Linked DNA regions of Rattus norvegicus: region 2 is linked to region 1. The links are chromatin contacts, called in public Hi-C maps. All regions are on one chromosome and are shown on one strand. Each heading gives the region's core, a stretch centred on a gene start, on an enhancer-like site or on the middle of the called end of the contact. The rest is flanking DNA. Distances are from core to core; before and after follow the strand shown.

Region 1 (6,859 bases), core at 668-3,167:
TTCTCCTACAGCAGGAAGCTTCAATGACCATGGCTGAGCAAGACTCTGATTTCAGTTCCAGCCCACTGTGGCTTTGTGTAATTTTATTTTTTAAAGATTTATTTATTATATATAAGTACATCATAGTTGTCTTCAGACATACTAGAAGAGGGCACCAGATCTCATTACAGATGGTTGTGAACCACCATGTGGTTGTTGGGATTTGAACTCAGGACCTCTGGAAGAGCAGTCAATGCCCTTAACCACTGAGCCATCTCTCCAGCCCTGTGTAATTCTTGAGTGATAAAAAACGCTATGTTTCTGGGTTGCAATTACTTGTATAAATGGTCTGGTTTCCTTATACAAGTTCTTGAGGGTGAGAATTGACTCTTTAAAAAATATTATCTCTTAAGAATTGGTGTTCCTTGCCTCTTTTTTTTTTTTTTTTTTTTTTTGCCACAGGACTCTAGCATCTTAATTACTGTTATAAAGAGATCAATAGTCAAGGACTGACCAAGCTGAAAGCAGCCACGTTCAAGCTTGTCTGCAGGCAGCACTAGCAGAGTCTGGAGCACTGCAGTGGTTCCCGGCCCTCTGCACAGTCCCTTGTCCCACCTTTGTCTTGCTCCCTCCCTTCCCAGTGTTGTTCTCCAGCCCTGACGCCAGAGCATGATCTTCGGCATGGGTTCCCATTGGAGAGCCCTCAGCAGCTCATTTCCTCTGTTCACAGAGGCAAGAAAGGGCCAGATGGCTGTTCTACGCTAGAAACTCCTAAATTCCACTGCCTTAAAAAATACCAAGGGCTCTCAGATTTGTGTCACCAGATTGTCTGTGTAACTGCTGGCAGATCTGGTGCCATTTGTTTCAAAGCCTCAACCTGCTATTTTTACCCAGAAGACCTTTTGATTTTATTTACTTTAACATTTGTGTGTATGTGCATACCTGCATGCGTTTATATGTACCACATAGCATGTATGGAGGTGCTGAGATTGCATTGGACCCTCTGGATTGTGAGCTACCTGATGTGGGTGCTGGGCACCGCACCCATGTTCTCTACAACAGCAGTAAGTGCTCTTAGCCACTAAACCATCTCTTCAGTCCCCAAAGACCTTTTAAAGCAAGATGCATGTGTTTAAACTCCGGCCAGCAGCACAGTTACAGCAGCTCTTTATGTTCTGAGTTCTCTTTGTCACTGCTCACTCGCTACACCAGCCTTCGTTTACCACCTCCTTCCAAGGATGCCCTTGCTCACACTTCAGGGTTTGTTCTTTTTCTCCCCCCAACAGGTAGGTGACAAGCCATTTTTTTGGACATGAAGTCAGTTTAGTCCATGATGAGCAATACTTTGAAAATACAGCACATAGTAAGAAAAGGAATTTTTCTCCTTTCCTTCTCTCTTTGGATCTTGCTATGTAACCCAGGCTGACTGGGATTGGTGGCAGCCCTCCAATGAGGGCTGGAATGGTGTGCCGCTCACCATACGTGGGGCTGCTGCTTGTGTGTTTTCACTCTTTCCATCGAGGGTCATGTTTATGTACATTTGAAAAGCCCTGCTTTTTGCAAGTGGGGAGGATGAGCTTGTTCTCAGGTTCTAGACTCTCTTTCTCTGGCAAACAGAGTCCTACAGATGAGCTTCTGAGACCACATTCTAAAGCTCTCACAAAACTTCTGTTTTCTCTCAGTGTCTGTAAACCTAAGACATGAGCGCTTGCTCTGTTTCTTTGGAACAGTAGGGAAAGTATTCTTAATGTAGTAATATAAGCAAACATATTTCATCTCCTGAGAGGCAAGAGAAATCATTTCACAGATGACTCTTGAGTGCCTTTCTGCTGGTTTTGTTTGGAGAGCTTTTGCTGAAGCTCTTCAGCCAGCCAGCTTTCCCGCCCTGTCCAGTTGCCTCACTTCAGGCAGTTGAGAATGTGTCTTCTTGACAGAGTTGGTGCAGTTGGATTCTTGGCTAGCCCAGCACTGTTGGTTCATGGGTTCTGGTTTATTCTTGGACTCTGAACCTCCTCTCAGGAATGTTTGCACTCATACCTGTGTGATTCGTGTGTGTTGTTTTCTGCTCTTATTTGTATTCAGACAAAGAGGCAGCTGAACGTCTTTCAAAAACAGTAGATGAAGCATGTCTGTTACTAGCGGAATATAACGGGCGCCTGGCAGCGGAACTGGAAGACCGGCGCCAGCTGGCTCGGATGCTGGTGGAGTACACCCAGAACCAAAAAGAGGTTTTGTCAGAAAAGGAGAAAAAGCTAGAAGTGAGTACATTGCAGGGCAGACCCGACTGCCTGATCACTGCACCCCCTCCCCCCTTTCCTACATCCCATGTTATTCCTGGATCAACCTTTTTATCTTCTGAAAACAAATGAGACGGGAGCATTCATCCAGTAACCATAATTACCGGAGCCTTGTTAGAAGTTGAAGTCATGGTTTTATATGTCCAGGAAAGAAAAACTCAGACTGTGAAAACAGGGGCCTCTCAGTCACTGCGTTTAGGATCTTAGAATTGCCTCAGTGTATTGTTGAGAAATTATAAGTTGAGGTACATAAGGGTTAGCAAAACCAAAGGGTACTTACTGGTTGTATTTGGGAATCTGAGTTGTTTTGAAGTTTAGTTCTGGCATGTACATATGCTAAGGCCAGGAAGTCACCTGCCTGCAAGCCCTGCCTGTACATAGTTTGAAAGTTTAGTCTGCTTGTGTAGCCTGACTCCAATGGTGGGCAGAAACCCATTCTTCCTGAGTTGAGGCCATGTTCCTCAGTGTCTCCAGCAAGGAGGGGTTTAGAGTCGTCCCTTTGCTGTCTGGCTTCTTAATTCAGCTTAGCTCCTTGTCCCTGGGGAGCAGAGCCAGCACTGTGGCTGTCTGGGGTTTCCTGTCCCACTTGTTAGACTGCATTTCTTAGCTTCTTCTTAGTTTCTTCTCTTTGTTTAAAAGATACATGGAAAAGAGTAGCAGAGGAAGACATGGGGCTGAGCTGGAGAATGTCATAGTGACCACAGGAAACAGCTCAAAGAACCCCCTCAGTAGAAGGCCACCCTTCTTCCAGTGGGGGAATGTTCTGTATAGAGGGAGGGAATACTGAGCTAGCTCTAGTGATGTGCATTCTACATTCTGTGTTCAGCTGCCTGGAGAGGCAGTACCTTACCCTTCCCTACAGTGATTATGGGAGTTGTAATGGCTAGAGGTGCGGGGGACTTCAAATGCCTGGCCAGCTTGGTGTGGCAGATAAGAGACAGATGCACAGTAGTGTGGCTTTCATGTAGATTCAGCACTGACCACAAGTCCTAAAGGAAACGTCATCAGCAGGAGCAGACGGCCATTTATCTGCAGCGCTCCTCTTTCACTGAGGAAGCATTTTCACTGTACCCTGGGACTAATAAGAGATTGTAATTAATGATTCTGGTTGTAAGTCATCGTGCCATCTGTTGAACTGCCCCTTGGCGACACATTAAGGGCTTTCTCTGATCTGTCAGACATTGATTATCATGAGCAGCTGTTGTTGGGTGGAACGTGGCAAGGCACCATAGAGGACAGTCTTTGAGAAGGAGACTGTTGTAGAGCCAGTTAACTCTTTGTTCTGTCGCTTCCCCATTTCTAATTAACTGTCTGTTGGTTGGGGTGGGTTTGGGTGGGGCTTCTTCTGCAGAATAGGTAGCTTACTGGGTACCCCAAGAAGTTCTGAGGTACAGAAGATCAGAGGTCAGTCATTCTGTGGCTTTGGCAGCTCAGTTGTTGCTAGTCACCAAATGGCGTGACATTGGAACCAGCACTTGAGGATGGAGGAGGAAGATCCTGGCACCACAAGGCAGTCAGAGCTCAGGGTTCCTGTCCCAAACCATGTCAACCAGCTGGCTGGGCTGGACCATTCATTGGGAAACTAAAATGAAGTTTGCTTCCATTTAAAAAGCAAATGACTAGATAAAATATAAAAGGCTGAGGGATGACATTAGCTCTTCGTCCATGCAGACACAAATAGTCTGCTCTTCTGAATTTAAGGCTTCCTCTCACTCCTTGTAGTAGACAGATGTTCCTTCCATTCTGTCCTGATGAGGATGGTGACACCCAGTGTACAGTTTGAGTGAAGGCTCAGTGCTGCATATCCCTCCATTTTCCTTGCAGAATATAATCAGTCCTTAACACCACCAAATCAGAAGGCCAGTTAAAGCTGTTGGGAAACCTTTCATTGCCTTCTCACTGTAAATGCCGCACTCTTAGACATAGAGTTGTTTCCTTGGGACTCTTTCCCCACGATTCTAATTAGGTAACAGTCAAGTTTTTCTGTATTCTTTTAACTTTGTATTTTCCTTCAGATAGCAAGCATCTCTCTCTTTCATTGATAACTTTATTTTGGGTTTCCAGTGGCTTCTGAACCTTGAAGGGGATGCTAGATCAGAATCTAAAGGGGAGGGGGACCCATTGTGGCTCACAGAAGGAAATTGCACAGTGAATTGTGTGAATAGCATAGATGGAGCTGGCTAGCTAATGGGGTTAAGACAACAGTTCTGGTTGTAGTTTAAGATAATCCCTGCTGAGAGTAAACCCTTTTTGTAAGAGGAACTGGCAAGAGAGCAGCCAGAGGCCTGGCACTTTGCGAAGAGACTACCGTGTATGGACCTAGGCACTGGAGAGCCTGTGTCTTCAGGGAATAACCGTTCACCTGTTCACCTATGGAGGCATGTGCACAGATGTTAAGATGCTGGAGGAGCGTCTCAGGAGCAAGGCTTTCCCTGAAGAACAGAAGCCTGCTTCCTTTCCTTCACGACATGGAAACAGACCAAGAAGAGCACATTAACAACATTGATTTGATCATATATTTGTTAGTGTGCATAGTGTCAAATGCTCCAGTTCTTTCTGAACGCCAGGCCTACAGCTAGCCTCTTGAAGTCTGTTGGGCACTATGCTCTTTGACTAGGGACATATTTTTTCCTCAGAAAATGCTTGCTCTTGACTCAGATTCCTTGGGAAGTCACCTTTTCCTATAAAGAGAGCTGTTTCTAGGTCCACTCAGTGGTTTGGAGGTTTACTGTCTGCTTGCAGAGAAGGTATTATTAGTAAAGGTAATTGTGGTAGAAATTATACGGTTTCCCCACTGTGCGCCCTTCCTTTTTCCTTTTAATAGAGTTAGGATTCATTTAGAAATTATGCCTTTTTAACCATTTTTGTGCTGAGTGTCATAGTTGGCACTACTGTAGCACTTCCCTAATCTACAAACAAGGTCAAAGGGAAAGCTGAGGAAGGACTGCACTGCTTTGTGTGCTAATCCGAGAAAACCTAGAAAGGGAAAAGAAGCCTGTGGAGGGGACCCGTGTCACCAACAGCTCAGAGTGTGGGGCTACAGTGTGGGACCTAAGGCAGGTGGACTGACAAGGGTAAAGCCAGAGGTGCCAGAACAGCCTCCAGACACCACTGTAGAGCAAGGGGACTTTGTTCTTGCTGACAAAGGTGACTCTCAGGCCAAGCAGGTGCTTAAAGCTCACAAGTCGTAGTCTGAGCAGGTGACACAGAGTTCCTGTCTGTCATTTTGGTGAAATGTGGTGTGCATATGTTGTTCAGAGCTATCAGGATGGGGGTGGGGGAAGGTGGAGGAGAGAAGCTGCTTGTACAAGCTTTAAAGTAAAACAAAACACAAGGTCAGGTGCCTGCAGTCTCACCTCCTAGAACAGCAGCTTCGTGCATTAAATCATGGTGTGTCCATGATCTCCTGGAGGGGCTGTCTATGGCAGGCAAAGACCGCCATGCAGGACAGAGCTCTAGGTGAATTCCTGGCTACAGATTTGTTTGTAGGCTGAGGTAAAATTACATAGCATAACATTAACCATTTGAAAGAACATACATTTCAGTGACATTTAGTGCTTCCAAGTAGAGAGCAGCTATCTGTAAAGGCTCGAACATTGTCATCACTGCAGAGGGAAACCCCATCCCTATTAGGCAGTGACTCCCTGTGCCCTCCCCCTCTCTGCTCCTGAGAACCACTAATATGCCTTCTGTCTGGACAGCGCTGCTCCTGGGGATTTTACATACTTGTGTCTCTTCTTTCAATTAGGTAATAATTTGAGATTTATCCACAAAGTTCCATGTACCCGAACTTTGTTCCTATTGAGGATAAATGTTACTGCAAAGATTGATAATATTGCAATAGTAATAGCTGATATCTATTATCTGGATCTGCCACAATGTGGTCATCATTATTGAATAGCATTGGAATTATATCTACTTTTGGTTACTGTGATAATGAATAATGTTGCTGTAGATAGTCACAAGTCTGTCTTTTTTTTCTTTTAAGAATTATTTATTTATTGTATGTATGTGAGTATACTGTAGCTGTCTTTAGACACACCAGAAAAGGGCATCTGATCACTTTACAGATGACTGTGAGCCACCATGAGTTGCTGGGAATTGAGCTCAGGACCTCTGGAAGAACAGTGGGTGTTCCTAACTATTTGCTGTGCCATCTTCCAGCCCCACATACAAGTTTTTGTAAACATGTTTTTCATTTCTCTTTGGTATGTGTTATACTAGGGTTGAGGTTGCTAGATCAAATAGTGATTCTGAATTTAACCTTTTGACACCCACATCTCAAACTATTGCCCACAATGACTGCCTCATTTTCTGCTGCCACCACTCATGTACAGGCTTCAGTTCTTCACATTCCTGCAGTACTTACCACGTATGGTACTGTGCACCTTCACCTGTGGTGATTGATTGGTGTTTCTCAGAATAGCAGTGGTGATGAGCATCGTCGCCTGTTCCAGGACTTTGCTGTCCTTGTTGGAAACATGTCTGTTCAAGTCCTTTTGTACACTTTCAGGTTGACTTGTTTGCAGTTTGAGTCTCTCTGTTCTTTATGTGTTTGGATAGTTATGTTCTTACCAGACAGA
Region 2 (7,567 bases), core at 4,972-7,471, 93 kb after region 1:
AAAGTTCATTCCCAAGTTTGAAACCTTGTAACAAGAAACTTTGTTTCTCTAAGCCTGCATTCCTCTGTAGAATGAAGTCATTTTGTTTAAACTTGTCAAGAAGCTTTGAGAAGCTTTAAGAAGGCAAGCCTGTTGCACACTAAGTGTTCAATAAGTAGTTACCATGACCTATTATTCTCACCACTGCCTTCTGGCACAACTGGGGAGGTTCACTGAGGGCCTGTGGAAACCATTTATAGTAGGGACTAGCCTCTGACATGCCCCCTCTAAGGGTCACGAGACATCTGAGTTCTTAGGCCAGATAGCAGGCTTTGAGGGCTGCGACACAGACGGATACTTTTATGGCAATGAAATAACTTCACAAATGTGGAAACTGAGGCAAAGGGAATAAGGCTGGTGAGAGGTGGGTGAGGCAGGTCAGTAATAATTATGCCTGCAGCCCCAGCACAGTTGTAACTATTGCTCTTCCCTTCTCAGAAGTGTCCCTGTTCGGATGATCAATGATCTGGTCACTCGATCACCTGCCTGGGCCAGGTCCCATGCCACTGTCTGTTGATGGTAATCCCTAGGGCTGATCAGAAAACGCATGGCCCCACCTTTCCACCTGGGAGCACATGTATTCATGTTCACACATGCCCACGGGGACATACACACACACACACACACACACACACACACACACTCACACACACACACACACACACACATTCCTTTCTTCCAAGAGGGCTTATTAGGGGACAGGCAAGGACACACTATCCCCCTGGTCCCACCGCTGCTTGCGTGGTTGGTTTTGCAAAGTTCCTGGCTGTGGTTCTTCAAGGTAGCTTTGGTGAAGCCTAAGGCACCCCATGATGGTCACTTTAGACCCATGTAACTCCAGAGCCCCAAGGGGTCTTGGCACCGTCCAGACCATGGTGACAGGCTGGGCTGGGATAAGGGAAGCTTCCAGGGTAACACCCTCAATTAGTCTCACAGCGGCTCCCTTCACCCCCTCGGGCTGGCTTCTTCTCGTGCCTCTCCACCCTCCAACAGGGGAGAGGCCTTCATTCTTAACAAGGGCCGTTTGTGCACTGTGGCCTGAGCCTGCTACGGAGCCCACCAGACCCCAAACTGCCTACGGAAAAATAAGCAGCCAGGGTGGGAACACAAAGCCCTTCATTGAGTGGCTTGACCAACTCTCTCCCTTCTCTGGGCCTCAGTTTCCCTGAAGTGGTAGAGGACAGGCTGAGCATAAAGGAGAGAGTTCTAAAGGAGGAGGAGGTCCCCAGCCAGGCTTGGGCTGGGAACCGACTCAAGCTTGGCCTGGTGGGAGCCTGGCTTCCTGGTATTGTCCCTCAGGCTTCCCCGGAACCCGGGAGGGTCTTGGATAGCGGACAGGGAAACCACGACTGCCTACAGACGGAAGTGACCCATGGGGACTGGTGAGCAGAGATTAACTTTGTGGGTCAGGAGGTCAACATCCCTCCCAGCACTGAGCTCCGGATGCTAAGTACCTTGGCTACACTGCCCAGACCGTGTACAAGAAGGAAGAAGAGGCTGTGTCAGGGAGGAGAGAGAATGTGGGTGCCCACAGGCTGCTCGGGCTGCCATCTCACCTGTCACCTTGTCACAGGGCGGTGCACCGAGGCCAGGTAGGCACTCAGGTAGATATGGGGTTAAGTGACAGAGAGCCTCAACTCACAGCTGGGTCAGGAACTGAAGACGACTGTGCCTCTAGCCACCCATGTGACCCACTGAGTGTTTGACTTTACCATCTGAGCAACCTTACCTCAGTCTCCCTGTCTGAAAAATGGGAGCCCACTATGCTTCCCCACTGAGGCATCAGGGTGGGTATGTGGACTGCTCCACCTTTCCAAGCATGACCCAGCCCTGCACAATCAAACACTAGCAGCCTTCCACTCCACAGAGGCTGGAAGGCCAGACACTGGCGAGGACTTTTGGAGTGATAGAAAGGGGCCTACAGGTGAGGGTGTGGGGTGTCCCTGGGTAGTGCCTGCCTTTGTGGATGAGGAGGGAGGAGGAGAGGATGGAGGGGACATCCTGGCAGCCTGTGGGCTCCAAGATAAGCTTATCAATGTCCCTCAGATAGAAAGGGCCTCAGCTGGGCTGGGGCGGCAACTCCTGCTTATCAGTCTTTCTACCCCTGAAGACCAAAGAAAGCTGGCCTTTTACACCCCTGGGCCAGAATCCCAGCCAGGTGGCCCCTTGCTGACCCTGAGGGAGTGGTTCCTACCAGAAGCTAGACAACTGATTTGGCTTTCAAGGCCACTTCCTAGAACAGTCAACCAAAGGGATTGGGAATAGGGTGGACAGGGTCCAACACCCCTTCACCCATCTCTGGAGCCCCTGGAGTGATATCACAAGCAACAGCCACCAATACCTACAGGACTTTTCCAGGGCCTTCTTTTTTTTTTTTTTTTTTTTTTTTTTTTTTTTTTTTTTTTTTTGGTTCTTTTTTTCGGAGCTGGGGACCGAACCCAGGGCCTTGAGCTTCCTAGGTAAGCGCTCTACCACTGAGCTAAATCCCCAGCCCCTTCCAGGGCCTTCTTACTGAAGCCTCCAGTGTGAATTGCTGATGAAACTCAGGCTCAGAAAGGCTAAGTGACTAACTCCATGTCACACAGTAGGTCAGCAGTCCACCTCACCTCCAGTCAACTGAACTTTCCCCAACTACCCAGAGCTGGTTTAGGTCAGATCCCAGCGGCCTGGTGGGCTCTTGGGAGCCCTGGTTAGAAGAGATGGGAAAGTTGTTTGTCATGGGAAAGATTAGGGAAGATCTTGATGAAACTCCAAGGCAGGAAGTTGTGGGAAGCAGCAACCCAGTACACATGGGCTTGCAGAGCCTCAAGTGGCCCCTCCCTCTTTGGTTCTGAGTCTCAGTTTCTCATCTGTGAAATGGGGCTAATGACAGCTGAGATTCCCACAGGATGAGGGGAGTCACGCAGGGAAGTGGGAATTCATCTGTCCTGGAGTAGGACACAGAGGGAATCAAAGGTACCCACCGGTCACGGCACCAAATGTAAGTCTGTCCACGCTGGCCTCATAGCCACGGCCCTCGAAGTACAGTGTCAGCCGGAAGCGCTGGCCTCGCCGCAGCACCAGTTTCTGTTGGCACAGGTCGGCCGTGTGGTGATCACGGCCATTGGCCTGTATCTCCAAGTCGCACCTCTCCAGGTTCAGCTCTACGGAGACAGAGACAGAGGCAGGCATAAGCCACTGTGGCATCTCTCTCAGCGGACGGTGATCTTGGGCGATACAATCCTACTTGCTGCAGGCGGGGCTCTGTACCCTCTGTGACATTCTTTAGACCCTGGTGACACTTTCTCCCCTCTAGAAGCACAGCCCTCACCGTTTCAACCCATAGCTTCCCAGGGTTGCAGGGGTCTGGCAAGGCTAAATATTGACAGGGCTTTTAATCATAAGCTCCTACTTGCAATGGGAGAGACCTCTGCCATGACCCAGTCATGTGATCCCCAGCGATTCAAGTTTCTTGGGCCTCAGTTTCCAGAACCCATCTTAGAGGGCCATGACAAGCCTTAAATAAATTGCTGTGTGTGAAGCACGACAGGGCACTTAATGCCCATACTCCTGGTCTGCACAGACCACACAGGGTCACAGCCATCAAGAGCGTTGACTTTGATTTACACAGGGCTGGCATCTGCTGAAGGCACTCAGCGCTTGCTACCAGAACCAAATAACTTTCCCCTCCCCTCGCCTCCCTTCCCCTCTCTCCCGCTCCTCCCTCCCCTACTCTCCTCTTCTCCCCTCTCCTCTCCTCCTCTGCCCTCCTCTTCTCTTCCCTCCTATTCCCTTCCCTTCCTTTCCCCTCCTTCCCCTTTTCCATGCAGGATCTTACTATGTAGCCCAGCCTGGCTTTAAACTCCATTTTCTCCAGCCTGAAGACAGCCACCATCCTAGAAATACCATAGACTAAGGATCAGGCTAAAGGACAGAACCAGGCACAGCTAACAAAATTCAGTCTGGGAGGCCTTCAGGAAAATCTGGTTTCCTTCACATATCAAATGCAAGAGGGAAAAAGCCCTAGAAGTTTGAAAGGAGACCCTGTGATGGGAAGCGGAGGGTGTTCTGCCAGTTGTGATGTGCGGCTGTTTTTAAGACCCATCTCACAAGATGATTTTTAAACATTTACAGTGAGCAGGGGACAGGCAGCTTTCTAGGAATTGAACTGGTGACAGAGAGGAGAGCTGGGGGATTCTGCTGACTTGTCTCTGAGGAGGGTCCTTATTTTTGATGCATGTGTTGATAGGCTCACAGCTGGTAGGACATGGGATTTTCTTCCCAAGAACAGCACAGGGTAGGAGGCAGAAGTAAGTGGATAGCGAGGGCAGAGGAGTTTATCACGCTATTCCTCCCTACTTTATGGTCGCCCAATATTCTCCAAAATAAAAGGTTTTAAAATGACAGTTTGGGAGTATTTTGACCTATGTTTTCATCCTATGTTGCTTTTGTGATCCTAGGCAAGTGTTCCTACCCTCGAACCTCAGAGAGTGCTATGAAGTCGAGACGGGCCCCAGCCCAGGAGAGAGCCTTGTGCTGTGGAAATCCTATTTTCAGTTCCAGGAAGAGCTGAGGACCTGGGCAAGCACTAGGTGACAGGTGGGGGTGGCGTGGGGTCCCGGTCTGAAGAGGCTCATGGTCAGAACTAGGGAGTCCTTCTGGTGGAGAGTAGGCACAAGACTTTCAGAGATGTGGCCAGTGCAGGACATGTGGTCCGACTGAGGCCCAGGGCAGGGACTGGGGCCCAAAGTCATCCAGCCTAGATGCTGGGCCTCCTGCTGTGCAAGGTTTCCAAATCGAGGGAAACCATCCTGGAGGTGCAGAAGGCTTCTCCAGAAACCACCTCGAATGAAATGTCTGTGATCCTGGTCCTATAGCAGGTGCCTTTTTGGTTTGTAGCAAGACTCAGTAGGTTGCCCTGGTAATGACCAGCGACATCTCAGCAAAGAGGTTGATAGCACGGCAGTGGAGGCTGGACAGACCCACAAAATCTTCAATGTCAGAAGGCTCAGGCAGGAAAGAGGCCATTTTTCTAGAAACCCTGGTGTCAACCATCCCCTGGCCTGGGGAGGCAGGATGCAGTGCCCCACCCACAGCCTGAAGGGTGCATTAGCCAGGGTTCAGAATCACAGAACTCAACAGCCTTTGCTGGAGGAAACCCCAACACAGTAAGCAGCCTGGTGTATCTCTGAGATCCCTCAGATTTTGGAGATAGGGAAGGGAAACCGCCTTGGGGATAAGCAGACCCTTGGCTGACATATCACACGGCCTGTTGAGATTTCAGATAAAGGAGTGACCCAAGGTCTCACAGCAGGGCTAACTCTGGAATTTCCCTATTTGCTTCTGGTCCCTTGTCACATCCCTTCTCTTGCCCCAAGTTCCTTCCCTGAGGTCACAGTGCAGGCAAATGCCATCCCTGAATGGACTTGACCTAATAGCTAGCTGGTCTGGCAGCGTTAGGAACCTCCTCCATTGTACAAGTCCTGACCCATGTGATTCCATGTGCTGCCCATGCACAGATGCACACATGTGAGCACACCCTCCAGGAGGGAAGCAGGCAGGAAATGAACAGGACCCTGGACCCTTTCCATTCTGCTCAGCCCTGTGCTTGTACCAAGGCTGGAGCGACTGTCCCTAACTTAGAGCAGGGAACTCCGAACTTCAACAAGTGGTCAAGATCTGAACTTGGAGAACACCAGGGCTCAAGAGGACCTGAAAGAACAGGCAGGCCTGGCTCCTGCGGTGCTCCACCAGATGCTGGAATGTCACTTCGATTTGAGACCACAGAATCAGCCAGGAAAGTTGTACTTCTTTCCAGGCTCTGAGGAAAGCCAAGTGCCCGTTCCGGTCAGCATCCCTGAGTGGCTCCTCTGTACCTGGCACGCAGCACGGACCCAGCTAACTAAGTATTGGGAGAACGAAGACAGTACCTCACCCTTCCCAGTAAACCTTCGGGGTAGCATTTTCACCTCATCCAGGGCAGAATTAACAGCTATGCCTTGAAGTGGGGGCAAACTGAGGCCAACAACTCAGGGCCAGCAAGGTGCCTTCCAATGGCCCACCTGTCGCTCTGCTCTGGGGACTTGGAGATAGTCCAGCCTGCTCCCGACTCTACCTCCCCGCGGCTCAGGCACTCACCCTCGGCCATGGCCAAGCTAGCGGCGACAGCTCGGACGCAGCGGGACACTCGGGCGCGGATCACCAGTGCGGTGCTGCGGGACAGCCTCGCGGCGCGAACTTATAGCCCAGGGCGACCGGGCGGGCCCGGGCGGGGCGGGGCGGACTCCAGGGTTGTCGGTCCGGGAACTAAGGTTGCCGGGAGCGCCCCCTGCTGGACACAGGGCGACCTCGGAACAGACATCTGGAGCGTGCGATGAACACCCAGATCAGACCAAGGCCACCGAACATGAGACGCGTAGATAAGATCCACAGACCAAATCAGTAGCCAAGAACACACACCTCTCCACACACATCCATGAATGTACCTTACACAGATACACATAGACATACATACCACAGTCATAAATACACACGTATACCATATCTATACATACTTCATGCACACACACACCATACACACACACACACACACACACACACACACACACACACACACACAAAACCAAGCAGAAAGACATAGAGATCCACCCACAGTCTCAGGGAATCAACTGACAATTTTGGATGCACGATAATTAAATCAACATCCCTCATTAAGTCACGTTGCAAGCCTGGAGAGCCAGGAGTTAGACATAACCAGACATGGGGCTGGGTTCCTACTAAGCCCCATATAACCCTCAAATATGTAGGTATCTGGATGTGGGAGCTTATAGACTCTTGCAGACAGGGGCACAGGTACTGGCATGCAGACACCCACAGATACCCACCCAGCCTTCCCGTCCCACCCAGCCACTCATTCTGATAATCCCCCACCCATCCATTGTGCTTGCATCCACTCACCTATCCCTTTTCCCATCCCCCTCCCTGTGCTCCCCTTCTTTGTAGTTAGCTCACTGTGGATACAGCAGGAAGAGCCCAGGGACCATACCTCCCACCCTTCCCATGGACCAACTCTCATCCTGGCTTCTCTGATGGCAACTCGATCTGCTTCTATACCACCATGTAGACTGAGTGGGGGACTTCCTGAAAGGGCATAGGCCTGCAGATTCCCTTAGCCCTTTCTCTGGGATACTTTGCATGACTGGCCGCCTTGACCTGAGAGGACACCCTAAGGCTCTATTTTTTTTCTTTTTTTTTTTCTTTTTTTTTCGGAGCTGGGGACCGAACCCAGGGCCTTGCACTTCCTAGGTAAGCCCTCTACCACTGAGCTAAATCCCCAACCCCTGAGGCTCTATTTGAGTGTGACTCAGGGTGCCAGGACAAGCCCATACAGTCCTTGGGGACCGTGGGGTCCCTGATAGCTAGCGACTCAGGGAGGTACTGGGGGGCCTCCATTCCATCCTGCCAGGAACAAGGACAAGAACTCGTTCCTCACAGGTTTGAGTCGGGCATAGTCAAAGTGGTTAACACCTAGGGACTCTTGAGCCCAGGC

What was found. A called contact is a pair of places that touch in the nucleus more often than the background predicts.
Region 2: a contact with region 1 is called in a Hi-C map of liver, with 3 times the contacts expected there. The contact joins the promoter of Tgm2 here to the enhancer-like site in region 1. A contact is called at or near these places in 8 of 12 Hi-C or Micro-C datasets (the Rat2 cell line, Schwann cells, hepatocytes and 4 more).

The regions. Positions count from the first base shown.
Region 1 is chr3:167,126,959-167,133,817 of GRCr8, forward strand. It overlaps Rprd1b (regulation of nuclear pre-mRNA domain containing 1B), which reads left to right. Exons shown (of 7, transcript NM_001098727.1): 6 at 2,062-2,237. Among named protein-coding and RNA genes, the nearest start is that of Rprd1b, 27 kb to the left of the region's middle. Within about 2 kb of position 1,918, at least 17 of the 93 cell types and tissues checked have an H3K27ac peak or open chromatin away from gene starts, as enhancers often do. A contact at or near this core is called in liver, where this site is marked.
Region 2 is chr3:167,215,624-167,223,190 of GRCr8, forward strand. Tgm2 (transglutaminase 2) reads right to left here and starts at 6,222. Exons shown (of 13, transcript NM_019386.3): 1 at 6,157-6,222; 2 at 3,003-3,182. The coding sequence starts at 6,166.